2 separate regions of the Hordeum vulgare genome follow, and region 1 is linked to region 2. The links are chromatin contacts, called in public Hi-C maps. All regions are on one chromosome and are shown on one strand. Each heading gives the region's core, a stretch centred on a gene start, on an enhancer-like site or on the middle of the called end of the contact. The rest is flanking DNA. Distances are from core to core; before and after follow the strand shown.

What was found. A called contact is a pair of places that touch in the nucleus more often than the background predicts.
Region 1: a Hi-C map of leaf shows a contact between it and region 2, with 2.2 times the contacts expected there. The contact joins the enhancer-like site here to the promoter of LOC123427190 in region 2. A contact is called at or near these places in 3 of 6 Hi-C or Micro-C datasets (leaf and seedling) and 1 of 1 datasets of contacts at active chromatin or transcription factors (embryo).

The regions. Positions count from the first base shown.
Region 1 is chr2H:551,711,456-551,718,204 of MorexV3_pseudomolecules_assembly, forward strand. No RefSeq gene overlaps it. Among protein-coding and RNA genes, the nearest start is that of LOC123427191, 98 kb to the right of the region's middle. Within about 2 kb of position 4,841, at least 3 of the 3 cell types and tissues checked have open chromatin away from gene starts, as enhancers often do. A contact at or near this core is called in leaf and seedling, where this site is marked.
Region 2 is chr2H:551,593,658-551,600,639 of MorexV3_pseudomolecules_assembly, forward strand. It overlaps LOC123427190 (F-box protein At1g47056-like), which reads right to left and starts at 3,255. Exons shown (of 1, transcript XM_045111170.1): 1 at 1,100-3,255. The coding sequence starts at 3,179. The coding sequence ends at 1,335.

The DNA of each region.
Region 1 (6,749 bases), core at 3,591-6,090, 120 kb after region 2:
CACTCTTGCATTTCCACTGGAGCAATAGCATCTGATTCACTCATGCCAAAGTATCTAGGTGTATATCTATACAATACTTCAAATGGAGACTTACCCAGAGCAGAATGCCAATTGGAATTGTACCAAAATTCACACACTCGCAACCATTTACTCGTCTTATGAGGCTGGGTACTTATGAAACATCTCAAGTAGCATTCAACTTGCTGATTCACCCTTTGTGTTTGACCATCAGTTTGAGGATGGTTAACTATGCTCATATTCAAGTGAGTACCAACTTTATGGATCAACACTTTCCAAAATTGACTGGTGAAAATTGGATCTCTGTCAGAGATAATCACCTTGGGCGGCCTATGTAATTTGTACACATTATCCAAGAACACTTCAGCAACCTTCTGAGCATTAGAAGTATGCTTCATAGCTATGAAATGCCCATATTTTGTGAACTTATCTATCACTACCAGGATGAAGTTATGTTGACAAGAATGAGGAAGTCCACTTATAAAATCCATAGAAACAGTCTCCCTTGCATTGCTTGGAACTGGCAATACAGATAGCAACCCAGGATATGCCAGGCTTTCTGGCTTAGCCTTCTGACAAATGAGACGGGATTACACTTGAAGTAAAATAAAATTCTTCATATCAGCCCAAGAAAAAAGTGCATGAATTCTCTTGTAAGTAATGTGAAAGCCAGAATGACCATCCATAGGACTATCATGAAAGGCTGCAAAGATCTTATGATGTAATGGAGGCACAGGTCCCACCCAAATACTCCATTTATATTTCAAGAGTCCATTAACAAAATTATATGGTGGCTTAGAAGCTGGTGCAATGGCTAACTGCTGGATAAGAGCTAAAGATTTCGCATCATCTTCATAACTAGCAACAATGCCAGCCATCCAAGTTGGTTGATTACTTGAAATGGAAAACAGTTGAGACTCATCACGAGGTCTTCTAGATAAGGCATCACCTGCACTATTCTATTTCCCTTGTTTATATTGAATTTGATAACTCAATCCCAACAACTTAGTAAGACACTTTTGTTGACAAACTGTATGGCCAAACTTCTTTGATCTGTTTTAATAACAAACTACTACACTTGCAAGTAAGGTCTCCACTTATCCACTGCCAGCAAAATAGCAAGATATTCCTTCTCATAGACTCACAAACCTCTGTTTTTGGGGCCCAAAGTCTTGCTGACAAAAGCTAATGTGTGTCCCCGTTGCATCAAAACTGCACCAATACCATACTCACAAGCACCAGTCTCTATCATAAAAGGCTTAGTGAAATTAGGCAAAGCCAGAACAGGAGCTGATATTAAGGCTTGTTTAAGTGTGACAAAGGCCTCCTGTGTGATACTGGTCCAAAACAAAAGGAATCCCCTTCTTAAGCAATTCACACAAATGTCTAGTAATAATGCCATAGTGGTGGATAAATTTCCAATAATATCCATTCAATCCAAGGAATCCCCTAACTTCCTTAACATTCTTTGGAACAGGTCAATGCTGAACAGCTAAAATTTTGCCAGGATTAGTGGAAACCCCTTCTGCAGAGATAACATGCCCCAGATAAGCAATTTGAGGTTAAGCAAAGTCACATTTGGACATTTTCACCTTCCATTGCTCCTTGTTTAAAATAGACAAAACTTCATCGAGATGATCCCAATGTTCTTCCAGTGTTTTACTGAAGACAAAGATATCATCAAAGAAGACCACTGCACATCTTCTTAGCACAGGAGCAAGATCATAATTCATAGTCCATTGGAATGTACCTGGTGCTCCTGTCAAGCCCATGCCCATCACATTGAATTCATAATGTCAATTATGGGTTTGGAATGTTGTTTTGTGTTTTGTACTCTTCCCGAGGTGCCAACCTGATTTGATGATAGACAGCTTTGAGATCGAAATTGGAAAACCAACAAGCTCTTGCTAATTCATCCAGGAGTTCATCTATAATGGGTATTGGATATTTGCCTTTCACTGTGATAGCATTGAGTTGTCTATAGTCAATTACCATTTTCCAAGTCCCTTCTTTTTTCTTCTTTACCAACAAGACAGGAGAAGAGAAGGCACTGCTACTATGCCTGATCATCCCCGAGGCCAACATTTCCTTGATCTGCTTTTCTAATCCATCCTTCAAATGAGGAGCAATCCTGTAGGGTTTAACAGAAACTGGTCTTGCACCTGGAACTAAAGGAATTGTATAATCTTTGAGTCTTCTAGGAGGTAAAGTAGTTGGGTTTAAAACACCACTGCATGTTTATCCAACAACACTTGCAATTCTGGATGTTGAACTTGCTTCTCAACAGGTCTTAACAAGGAAATGGAAAACACTATGACAGCCACATCTTCAGGTAACAAGCCTTGCAACGTAACCACTTCACCTTGATAAGGAAAGGACATCCACTTCTGAACCCAATCAACATGCATTGGACTATGTTGAGCAAGCCAATCCAACCCAATGATACCTTCATAGCTTGCTAGTGGTAACAGTCTGAAGTCACCGGTGGACTGAAGTGATCCACATTTCCACAAGCTCTTGGATAACATTGCATCACATTGTAATTGGCCTCCACCAGCTACGGATGCTGGCACAGGATAAGTCTGTTGGACCTTGGTGAATCTATGTTGCAGGGCACTGTCTATAAAAGAGTGTATACTACCAGAATCCACCAGAAAAATCAATTCCATTCCTTGCACCTCAATTAACAATTGCAGAGTTGGTTCATTAGACTGTTTCCCCGCATCAGCAGCAGACAGGTGCATACTACAAACAGACATGTGCTCTTGATCAGTTGTACAGAATATCTATTGCTTCTTGTGCTTGAATGTGATCAATCAACTCTTGAACCAGATGTAAATGTACTGACGATTTGAACATATGATCCTTAGACCATCTTTCACCACACACAAAGCAGAGCCCCTTGGACTTACGATAAACACGTAGTGCAGACCACTTATCCTCAGATGGAACAGTTTTCACAGTTTCAGTTGATCGTTTGCTATCAGCAAGACTTGCTCTGGGTGGAAGAGGAAGAGGAAGAGCACCTCATCTCTGGCGTGCAGAATTGTTCAGAGATGAAGACCACCACCAAGCTCTTCATGTAACAGTGCCACATCGTATGCAATATCCAAGTTCTTGGGTTTCTATAGAGCAACAGACACACGAACAACAGGCTTCAGGCCGTCCAGGAATCGAGTGGTGTAATGGAGATGATTGGGGGCTTCCTCATAAGCATATAATTGATCATATAAATCAGCGAATCTATCCACATAATCAACAATGGTGCTTGTTTGTGAAATACGAAACAACTGTCGTAACAGAGTCTGATGCTGATTACGACCACATCGGCTCTGCAAACTGGAACATAATTCGGACCAGGAATCTTGGGGACAGTGATGTTGCATCGTTTCGATGGTGCGATGTGGCTACCGAAACCCAACGACGCTGAGGAGTACACCAGAGCCGGAACTGATCCATACACCGAGTTTGCCATAGTCGTGGATTCGCACCATCGAAACGAGGAAGATCCACTCAAACACCATACGATAGCGCATCAACAGCATCAGGGTAAGGCGCATCACGCGTAGTACAGGAAGGACGAACAGGGAAAACGGAATCTCGCGCACCTCTGACCGGAGGAGGGACATACGGAGCATGTGCCTCCTCCCGGTGATCCTGGTCGAAGCTAAGGGAGTCGGCGGCAGAGTTGCGGCCACCCCAACAAGTCGAGTAGCCGAAGCTTCGCCGCGCCGAGGCAGTTCCCTCCGTGAGTCGGCGCGGACGGTCTCGAGCTCGAGCACAAGCTCCTCCCGCACCCGTCGACATGAGCCGTCCGCGGCCCATCGAGTGTGGCGGTGTTGGCCTGGATGAGCTTGTCGACGGCTTGGAGAAGATTCTCACTGTGCTCCTTGAAACGTCGATCCAGGTCGACGGTGAAATCCGCCCGCAGCAGCGAGTACATGTTGCGCCCCTCGTTCGATAACTTGTCCATCGCCGCCAATCACGCCACCGCGTCGCGTACGGGTGCCGTGGCAGCTCGAGGGCCATCAAATCTGATACCAAGTGTAAGATAGGCCTCGATTGGGGATCTAGCTAGGGTTTGTGGCGATGGTGTCACGTGTTATTCCTTCCAACCACCCTCACAACGAGTAACAGAAGGATTCGAATTACAAGTGTCTCGGCCGAAGCCGTCATCCAAACCGCCAACTCTAAGAGAACGCTAACATTGTCTTAAGTACAAACCCATTCTGGATCGGTGTGCCACTTGGGCCGAATCACGTTGCAAGCGGGCCGTCGTCCTCGGCCGCCGACAGGTTCAAATGTTGGGGTGTCTCTTCTTTGAATGACTCTATCGATAGCTTCGTGTCAGTCGCCGCTGCTATCGTCGCTGGCTTGAGAACCTCCCCGCTTGCGTTCATAGTACCCGCAGTGCTGACAAAGCGTGTGTAAGTTCCAACATCCAACTACCAAACGTACACTTCATGGCTACCATCAATTACTCCTGCGTCGAACATAGTGCTAGCACTAGAGTAACTCAGTATATACGCGTACCGCGTATGCACGTCGAAATCCTTGCACGCAGATGGATCCATGCAGATGCAGGTCTATCGCCGTGAGGCCGGACGACGAGGCGACCGGTCCTCGCTCCCACGCAAAGAGCAACGCACCAGTACGGTGTGGTTAAGCTCCTCACCGAACGTCCGAACGGCGTCACGACCAACGACGACGAGCGGGACAAACGGCGCCGTGGCGAGAACGGCACGGGGTAGAGCGTCCGGCCAACACCGCCCACGGCTGTCACGTTTCGGGTCGGCGTCAGCGCACGAGAACGAACCGTCGCCGGGTAAACGGGGAAGCGAGCGCGGAATAGTCGCCGCCGATCCGTCCTCGTGTTTTCGTGGTACTGCTCGCCTCGCCTCGCCTCGCCCTCGTCGAGTGGTTTACTGCTCTCATTCTACGTTCGACTGCTCCAATTTCCAACGGGATGAGGACGGCCGCTACAGGCTGAAATCTGAGGACAGATTCTTCTCTTCTTCCGTCCAACTCTACCGAGATTCAAATAGGTCACTCTCCTAGTATAGCTTAACTTAAAAGACGAAACCTGGAGAAAAATGTTTGATGTTTCCACTCAGAAAACCCAGAGTAATCTTCAGTTTGCTTTTCCTTTAAAAATCCTCGGGCAGACGCAGATGTGGTACTCAGTGGAGTCACAGATCTAGGTTGATCTTTCTTTGCAGTAAACTCCCCTCTGATTGCTGCAACTTTACTGAAAAGAAGAGCCCATCATACGTAGCGGGGCGCACTAGTCCCACACGAATATCAAAAGCGATTGTATAAGACTACATGAAAAGAAGATGATAATCATATGAGACAAATAGATGATTAGGACCTGTTAAGTACTCTGATTAATGGCTGCGCTGCAAAAAGGAGGCCTCCGGATAAGAAAGGCGTGCTTGCTTGCCTTGAGCACAATAATACCCCTCGGCTTATCCCGTGCCCAATAGCAACTAAATTATTCAGTACAGTACTCGAGTCATCATCCATCAGGAACTTTCAGGAATCCCAACGAGTAGCTTTCAGTTTCAGGATCACGTTCCATGTGATCTCATTAGCTAATGAAGCTCATCTCCGACCTCACGATCTGGACAGTGTCGTCCTAACAACGGACTAGTTATTGCCGGTGCTGTAGTACTGTAGTGCTGGCATCCAGTGGATATTTGGATATGTACCGATCCTGATGCATTAGATGGAGCTATCGAGTTGGATACATGGTCGGTGTCACGTCGACATCGCCGAGGCAATTTTGCTCATCTTGTTGCACTTCCATGACACGTCGCGCTGAGATGAACAACCACTGCAGTCGGGAGGCGTATCATCCGTAGCATCTGATGCATATATATCGTGTTCTATCTGGGACATGTGACATGACAAGTCGCATCTGGGGTAGCTGATTGGCGATGCGCCAACCACGACACCTGCCTCATCATGTGTAATCGGGATATGGAAGGAACTCGGTTCTTCTTCTTCTTCTTCTTCTTATGGTGGCACGTGGTAGCTTCAACGGGTAGCATGTCCAAGCTAGCGATAGTTCACGCATAACTAAAAACAGCTTCAACGCGTCAATCTATTTCATCCACATGCGTTTGTTTGGGTCCGTAGCATCTGATGCATATACATCGTGTTGTATCCGAGACATGTGACATGCCAAGTCGCATCTTTTTTTTTTAAACGGAGGCAAAGGATTTGCCTCGTCAATTAATTAAGAAGATAATAGAGTTTGAGACTTTTACAAAACCCCAAAAGCACGGCATATCAATGACTCACGCCTAATGATATTCCTTAGTTGCTTAGCATCCGCGGTAACCCAAAGGTTTGCCTCATCGCAGATCGCCCTGAGCAGAACTAGTGGTGGAGCTCTCTTGTTCCGGAAAACGCGAGAATTTCTTTCAATCCATATGGTCTAAGATAAAAGCATGGTTATGGACGTCATGGCACTTCTATACGGTGTTTGTAGATCGGTCATTTTGTCCCATCAAACCATGACACAGTCTTGCATGTGCCAGCCCGACGTGTTAACATGGACAAGGCCAAAAAAATCGATTATCAGACGCCACAACTTTTTGGTGTACCGACACTTGAAGAATAGGTGTGGGCCAGTTTCATGTTTCCTCTTGCATAAAGCGCATATTCTGCAGTTATCCCAACCGCGCTTCCCAAGCTGGTCGGTTGTTCAAATTCGGTCTTGCAGA
Region 2 (6,982 bases), core at 2,005-4,504:
CTTTGGTTCCCTTGAGCATTTTCTCGAACAAGCTTTGGATCACCCCTAGTCCTAGCTGTATTTTATACTGTCAGTTGTTATGTTTGGTTCGCTATAATAAGTAGTTTTAAAAGCAAAGATGCCGTACTTTGACCAACTGCACGTATAATTTGTTCTGCTAGTAAAAGATCTTTCTCCCCCCTTCACTATCTGATGATTTTCTATCAGGCTGATTCGATGAAAATATCTAATAAGACCAACCTGCAACGCGTATGCAAGACTCGACACATGCACATCATCAGACTAACCCTTGAAAGCTCCTACTAATGGTTTTCCTTTGGCCAACAACACATATTCACCAAGGTCCAAGGAAGATAGGCCCCAGTGACATTCTATTTGCTTAACTTCTACTCCAAACGCAACAAATCTACAAGCCCACTTTTAAATGCTGTGTTGTGTTTCACATTTGTTACAAGCTACCGAGTAATTCTCAACACCACCAAGGTTGTTATGACTGATATGACAACAACTAACCAAAGTCTCGCAATATAAAATTTACCACTCAAAAAGTGTTGACAGGCACAGGCACGCACTAGATATTATCAATTGAAACACAAGAGAATAAATAAACACTGACTTTACTCACTCTGCTTGTAGATGGGTTTATCATGAATTGGTTGACGATTCAATTAACATGCCAGCGTAAACGGACAAGACACGTATACCACTTTACATGACATGAAATCTTTCACAATCAGCATATCACTACCACTGCGAATTAAACTTCCAAGCAACAACTAGCATATCGCTATCCAAGACCTTTATAAGTAACAACAGGAAATGGCACCTGGTTTAAAGTATGCATTTTCTTTGATTGTTTCCGTGCACCATTTCATTTGCATACTTTATGCATGACAAATTGAATAAACTGAATAAGGATCGTCTCTGCACAAAAGAAGATATCAAATCTCAATTCTGAATCTTCTTGCTTCAAAACGAACTCAAACTATTGTGAATCAACAGTGTTTGGCATCAATATGTCAGCGAAGGTTAATGTTTATGTACTGATGTAGAAATGCAAACATGGAGTTGCGGCTTGATGCAAACAAACAAAAAATGATTTTCCTGGATACGGATGGAAGCATGTTGATCACCAGCAGTGTTATACCATAGCAAGGTAAAATCAGAACAAGGGAGACACTACTGATGATGCTATTAGCTCCACACAGTAAAACACGGAATTATCCATAAGGAGTTTTTGCATGGACTGGATACGAAATGTAACAAGCTAAGGAACACGGACATGAGATTAGAGACGATCAATAGCAAAGGAGCTGATGGATTTCCATCCCACATCACGCTGGTGGAGGGTTGCCAAATCTCCTTCTAAGCGCTGACATGACGCTCCGCATCCTACTATTCGCCTGAGCAAAAGATTGCGCACCAGCAGCATTAGTGGGAAGGTCCATGGCAGCCATCTGACCAGTTAGCTCTGTAATCTGTGCTTGTTGTCCAGTCTCTTGCACACCATTCTCACTTGGAGCGCCTGCATCATGCTCCAACACAATATCCAGGCTGATTGAGAAGGAATCCCCCCTGGCCATCTTCAGATGCTCAACACATTGATACGATACTCCGCGGCACCTCTTCAACTTCACCTTGACCAAACTGGGGCAACCCCCATTCAGCGCTCCCATCCCGCGGTCTGTGACTGGGCATCCCTTGATGCAAAGCTTCTTGAGAGCAGCACAGCGCTCCGCGAGGCAAATGATCTCGGTGTCCCCTACGGTCTCACACCCGCAAAGCGCAAGACGCTCCAATGCACGGCAGTGCTCACCAAGCATCCGAAGACTCTGCACGGTGGGGTTGACCCCTATCAAGACAAGCTCCTGAAGATCGGGGCATCCTCGAGCAACAGCCATGAGGCCGCGATCACCGATCCGGTTTGTGCGCCAGCCATCGATATGCAGCTTGCGCAGTTTGTGGCAGTTCTGCGCAACGCTAATTATGCCCTCATCGGTGCATTCAGGGGTCTTGACAAGGAAGAGCACCTCCAGATTCGCACAGGCCGAGACAGCACATAGCCCACGGTCGCCGACCTGGAGCTTCTCAAGGTGAATCTCAACGAGGCCAGGAGCACGGGCGGCAATGACCTCCAGTGGCAAGTCCCAGGCACCGGAGCAGCGCAGGATCTTGAGCGAGCGGAGATTCGGCGAGGAGGAGACCAGCGGTACAAAGCAGAGGGCGCTGTAGAGATCCTTGAGGCAGACCGAGCGCAGCGCCATGGCGAGCGGGAAGAGGATGTCCTCGGTGATGGCGGTGGCGGTGACGGCGCCCGAGGTGTCCGGGAGGCCGCGGAGGCGCTTGACGGAGAGGTCCTCGAGGAGGGGGCAGGACTGGAGCACGGCGACGAAGGCCTTGGGGCCGAAGGTGCAGGAGGCGACGGAGAGCTTGCGGAGCACGGGGGCGGCGGCGGCGAGGGAGGCGAGGCCGGCGTCGGAGAGCTGCCTGAGACCCCTGAGCTTGAGCCTGGCGAGGCGGGCGGAGGGGAGCGTGGCGGCGACTGCGGCGGCGCCGCCGTCGTTGAGGCTGTCGGCGCCGGAGCCGCGCGCGCAGCGGAGGGCGAGCTTGGTGACGGCGGTGAAGCGGGAGAAGATGGCGGGGGTGTTGTAGCCGAGCATGGCGCGCGCGTCGAGGGAGAGGCGGTGGCGCGTGGCGGCGTCGACCTCCTTCCAGCGAGCGCAGGTGAGGGAGCAGGCGTTGCGCTCGGCCGGGGTGAGCGAGGCGAAGACGAGCGTGAGGATCTCGTCGGGGAGGTCCTGCGTGTGGTCGCGGGACGGCGGTGGCGCCGCGAAGGTGGAGGGGGAGGGGGAGGGGTCGAGGCTCCCGGTGCCGCTCCCCGCGCCCGCGGGCATCGGCGGCGCCATGGAGGAGGAGGGCGGGGGCCTGGGGCTGGTGGGGGATTTGGAGGGGTGGGGGAAGGAGGGGGACTGGCCCATGCTAGGCGGGCGCCCCCGGGATGCGTGGGGAGGCGATGGCCATGCGGGTGGATGGGAGAGGAGGGGGAGGATGGATCTGCCTGCCTGCCTGCCTGCCTGCCGATCTCTTCTCTTCTCTTCTCTTCTGGCTCTGGGGCTGGCTGCCTGCGGTGGGGATGGGTTGTTTGTTGGGAGTCGGAGGAAAATGGGGAAAGTATACATAACATACGTCTCCGAGGGAGGAGCGTTTGTTTTGCAATTGCAGGTGCTTCATGGATGTGGTGCCGCGAGGCTGCTCATGGGTTTGGTTGGGTTGCCCCGGGAACTCGGTCGTTTGTTGACGAATTTCATTGACACGGGATGTCACGCTTATACTACGTCACGGTTTCACACCCCCCCCCCCCCCCCCCCACACACACACACATAAAATGTCACGGTCATGCCAAACACTACCGAATTCACAAACCAATGTGATTGGATGGTTAAAAGACAGTGTTATCTTCTGCCCATAAAAGTTCAAGTCTCATAAGAATTAGATTTGTGTGTGCGTGTTCGTAAAGATAAATGTATGTGCATATATGTTTGTACTTTGTTTAAAAAACACTAACGTATTTTAATACATTACAGCGCAAACGCTCATATATTCACACATAAGTTTAATTCGATGAATACGCATACGCACACCCTACCCATGTGAATTTCACATCGCTTTTCTTTCTTCCAAAAAAAGGAACGATCTAGCCAGCTACCAGGTCGTACTGTCGCCGTCCTCCGACGGCTCCCTTCCGCGGGCTGTCGACAGATCCACACGTGCGGATAGGGTAGATTTAGGTTTTAGGTCCTAGTAGTCTAGGTTTTTCGATCGCTCATCGTGTTGGCTTCGGCGGCTGCAATGGCGGCGTTGAATTAAGAAGCTTCAGATTCTTCACCAATAAGATGATCGGTGCTATGATTGGGGATGGATTTGAAAACCAGTTTGTACAAGCAAGGATGTCGTGGTGACGGTGGCATCATCGTGGTGCACTCGTGTCTTTGGACTCCGTTGTTCCAAAAATGTTTGCTCCAGCATGGGCGTGGAGCTTGGAAGGTAGTCGAGCAGATGTGAATTGTGGTATGCATCCACAACATCTAGAAGATGGTAGATCATGTGCTACGTTTATGGTTCATGGCCGGCAGTTCTGGTTTCCTCCTCCGATGTAATAGTCATGCTAGATCTGAAGTTCAATGATGTGTCTAGGGTGTTCCTGAGTCTGACTCGCTCAACTGTAATGGCTTCTTCTTTGATCAACCACCTTCGAGGGTATGCAAAATAGCAAATCACCAATGGTCCGTGTCGAGCTCGGGTGAGGAGAAGATCCGCCTTTTTTCTTTGTTGCTTGTTGTAGTGGTGCCTGAGACAATTGACTAGCGTTGGTGTCAAACTGAGGGGATTCTTCGATATTGAATGTAATTGTCTTTCTTGGCACGTGTTCTTTTGTGCAAAGACTAGTGTCCTTTTCTTCTCATTTTTGTCAAGTCGATGGGTATGTGGCTTGTAATATGATATTATGATATAAATGAGAGACGTGTTGCCAAAAAAAATCTACCCTCATGAGCACTGTCGTGGGTATAAGCTTGACAGTAGATGTGTAGGGTACGAAAGGATGGACAGAGCCTTAGCTACGGCGAGGTTGTATGAGTTCAGGCCCCTCTACGGTGGAGGTAAAAGCCCTACGTCCCAGTGCTCTTGGGAGCTTGTTGTCGAGTGGAATATGGATTACAGTGAATTGCTAACCCCTGCACCAGTGGGGAAGGGCGGCTTATATAGAGTGCGCTACCTTTCACAATGGTTCGGTGCGCAGGGGTGGAGTAGTGGTGAATAACTGCATACGTTACAGGTAACGTATGTCTTAAATGCTAATAAAGGTATAGGGAAACGTATGACCGTTGCCCTCCAGGGGGGGTTATGATGTACAGAGTGGAATCCAGTCGGTAAGCTTGATACGCTCTGAATGCTCATCTCCGACTGGATGATAGAGCAATCGTTACCGACTGGATGATGGGAAGTCCTTAATTCAGTCGGAACTGACTAAGGGCCTTATCCTTCATGAAGGGTAGTCCTTGGGTAGGCCCCACAGGGCAGGTCTATGACCCTACCCTAGGACTATAACCCCATCATTAGTCCCCGAATGGATTGGGGTTGGAACGACGAAGCGATGCTTGGAGTACGGATCCGACTGGTACGGATGCGACTTTGGCGTTGTTTGCCTCGATCCATTTTATCTTCTTGACCAGTGATCCGAGTGGATGTATTTGTGAAACGAACCGTCAGGGACCGAGTGCTTTAGTGGTATCTTTTGACGTGACCAGTCAACTGACAGCGGCGGATTTTCCGGAATCCTCAAATATCGGTTGCTGCGCGCTCGGCGGGGGTGACGACACCGTAATCGAGTAGTTTCTGCCGCCTCGATTTCTGCGCCTTCATCTCCTCCACTAATATCGTAGGGACCGGTCGGGGGATAAGATTTCGGGGCCACCTGCTAGTGACCCAGTCGGAACCTTATTTAAACCTCTTCAGCGAGGGTTTTTCATTACACTCGCCTGATAGCTCGCACTTGCCCCGTTTCTCTCGCCACCTCATGCGCATCTGAAGCTCTTTCCTTCTCCTTCTCCCCCGCAGGTCTGCAACCTCCACCATGATAAAGGGGCAGACAAGCAAGCTTGAGGCGCGGAAGAAGAAGGGGAAGGCGGCGGCTCCTGCTCAGCGGCGGCAGCGAGCACTGCCGGCGGGTTGGATCCAGGGGGATTTCCTCCCCTCCACGATGACGGAGGAGGACATGCTGGAGCTGGTGGAGTATGGCATGATCGAGCACAAGACTTGGAGGTTGCCGGCGGAGGGCGAGACCGAGCCGGCGCCCCAGGAGGGGGAGTGCGTCTTGTTGCTCAGCCACGTGCACCGAGGCTTCTCTCTGCCTCCTCGTCCCTTCTTCAGAGGTATCTTGAACCACTTCGGGGTGCAGCTCCACCATTTTCCTCCCAATGCCATAGCTCATCTCTCTGCCTTCGTCGTGTTGTGCGAGTGCTTTATCGGCTGTCCTCCCCATTGGGGGCTTTTCGAGCACATCTTCTCTGCTAGATCTCAAACTATAAAGAGGCTGAGTTAGTCGGATGACAAAACTCACCTCCTCCAGCTCTGCGGAGGCTTAGGCTTCCAAAAGAAAAGTAAAAGTAGCTATCCCGCTCTCCAGCTGTCTGAAGCCGTTAGGAACTGGCAGTCGACTTGGTTTTACTGCCAGGACGTTGCTAGCTCGAATGCCACCACTGGACTGCCACCTTTTAGCTTAGACCGGCCAGCTCCGCCTAGGCAACTCGCGCTCACAAAGATGGAGAAGATCCAGATCCAGCCTCTGGTCGATGAGCTTGTAGAGGTCGTCCGAAAGGGAGTCACTAGCATAGACTTGCTGGAGGTTTTTCTGGGTCGGCGTATCCAGCCTCTGCAAGCTCGACACCACGCCATGTGGCACTACACGGGGCCTGAGGACACCACTCGGACTAACCCCGAGTGCGTGACCGGGGAGCTGGTGGCGTCGTGGGTCCTCAACATCACAGGCGCCTGCGATAATCCCAAAGGAGCCCGACGAGTGAAGCTCTTCTGGGCGGACAACCCTCCCCCGAATGAGGTGAGTATAACTTGTCGAGTGCATCCAATTGTCTTAGATTTATTGCTTTTTCTTGTTTTACCGACTGACGTCTGATGTTGTCGACTGTATCTTGTGCAGACGTGGACCAACTGGTTCTCTCCTGTCTCAAACGGGAATCCGGGCGAGGAGGAGGAAGGAAGCCAGGAGGGCAGCGTAGAGAGCGTCGAGTACATCTCCGACAGTGGGGAGACGAAGGAGGAGTCCGAAGAAGAGAAGGGGGAAGATGAGGAGCAGAGCTCGCCACCTCCACCTCCAGAGCCTCGAACCAAACGCCGCCACAAACCTGTGGCTCCGTCGGCTCCTCCAGTGGCCTCGAGTGCTCCGCCAGCCGCTCTGGTGGTTCCG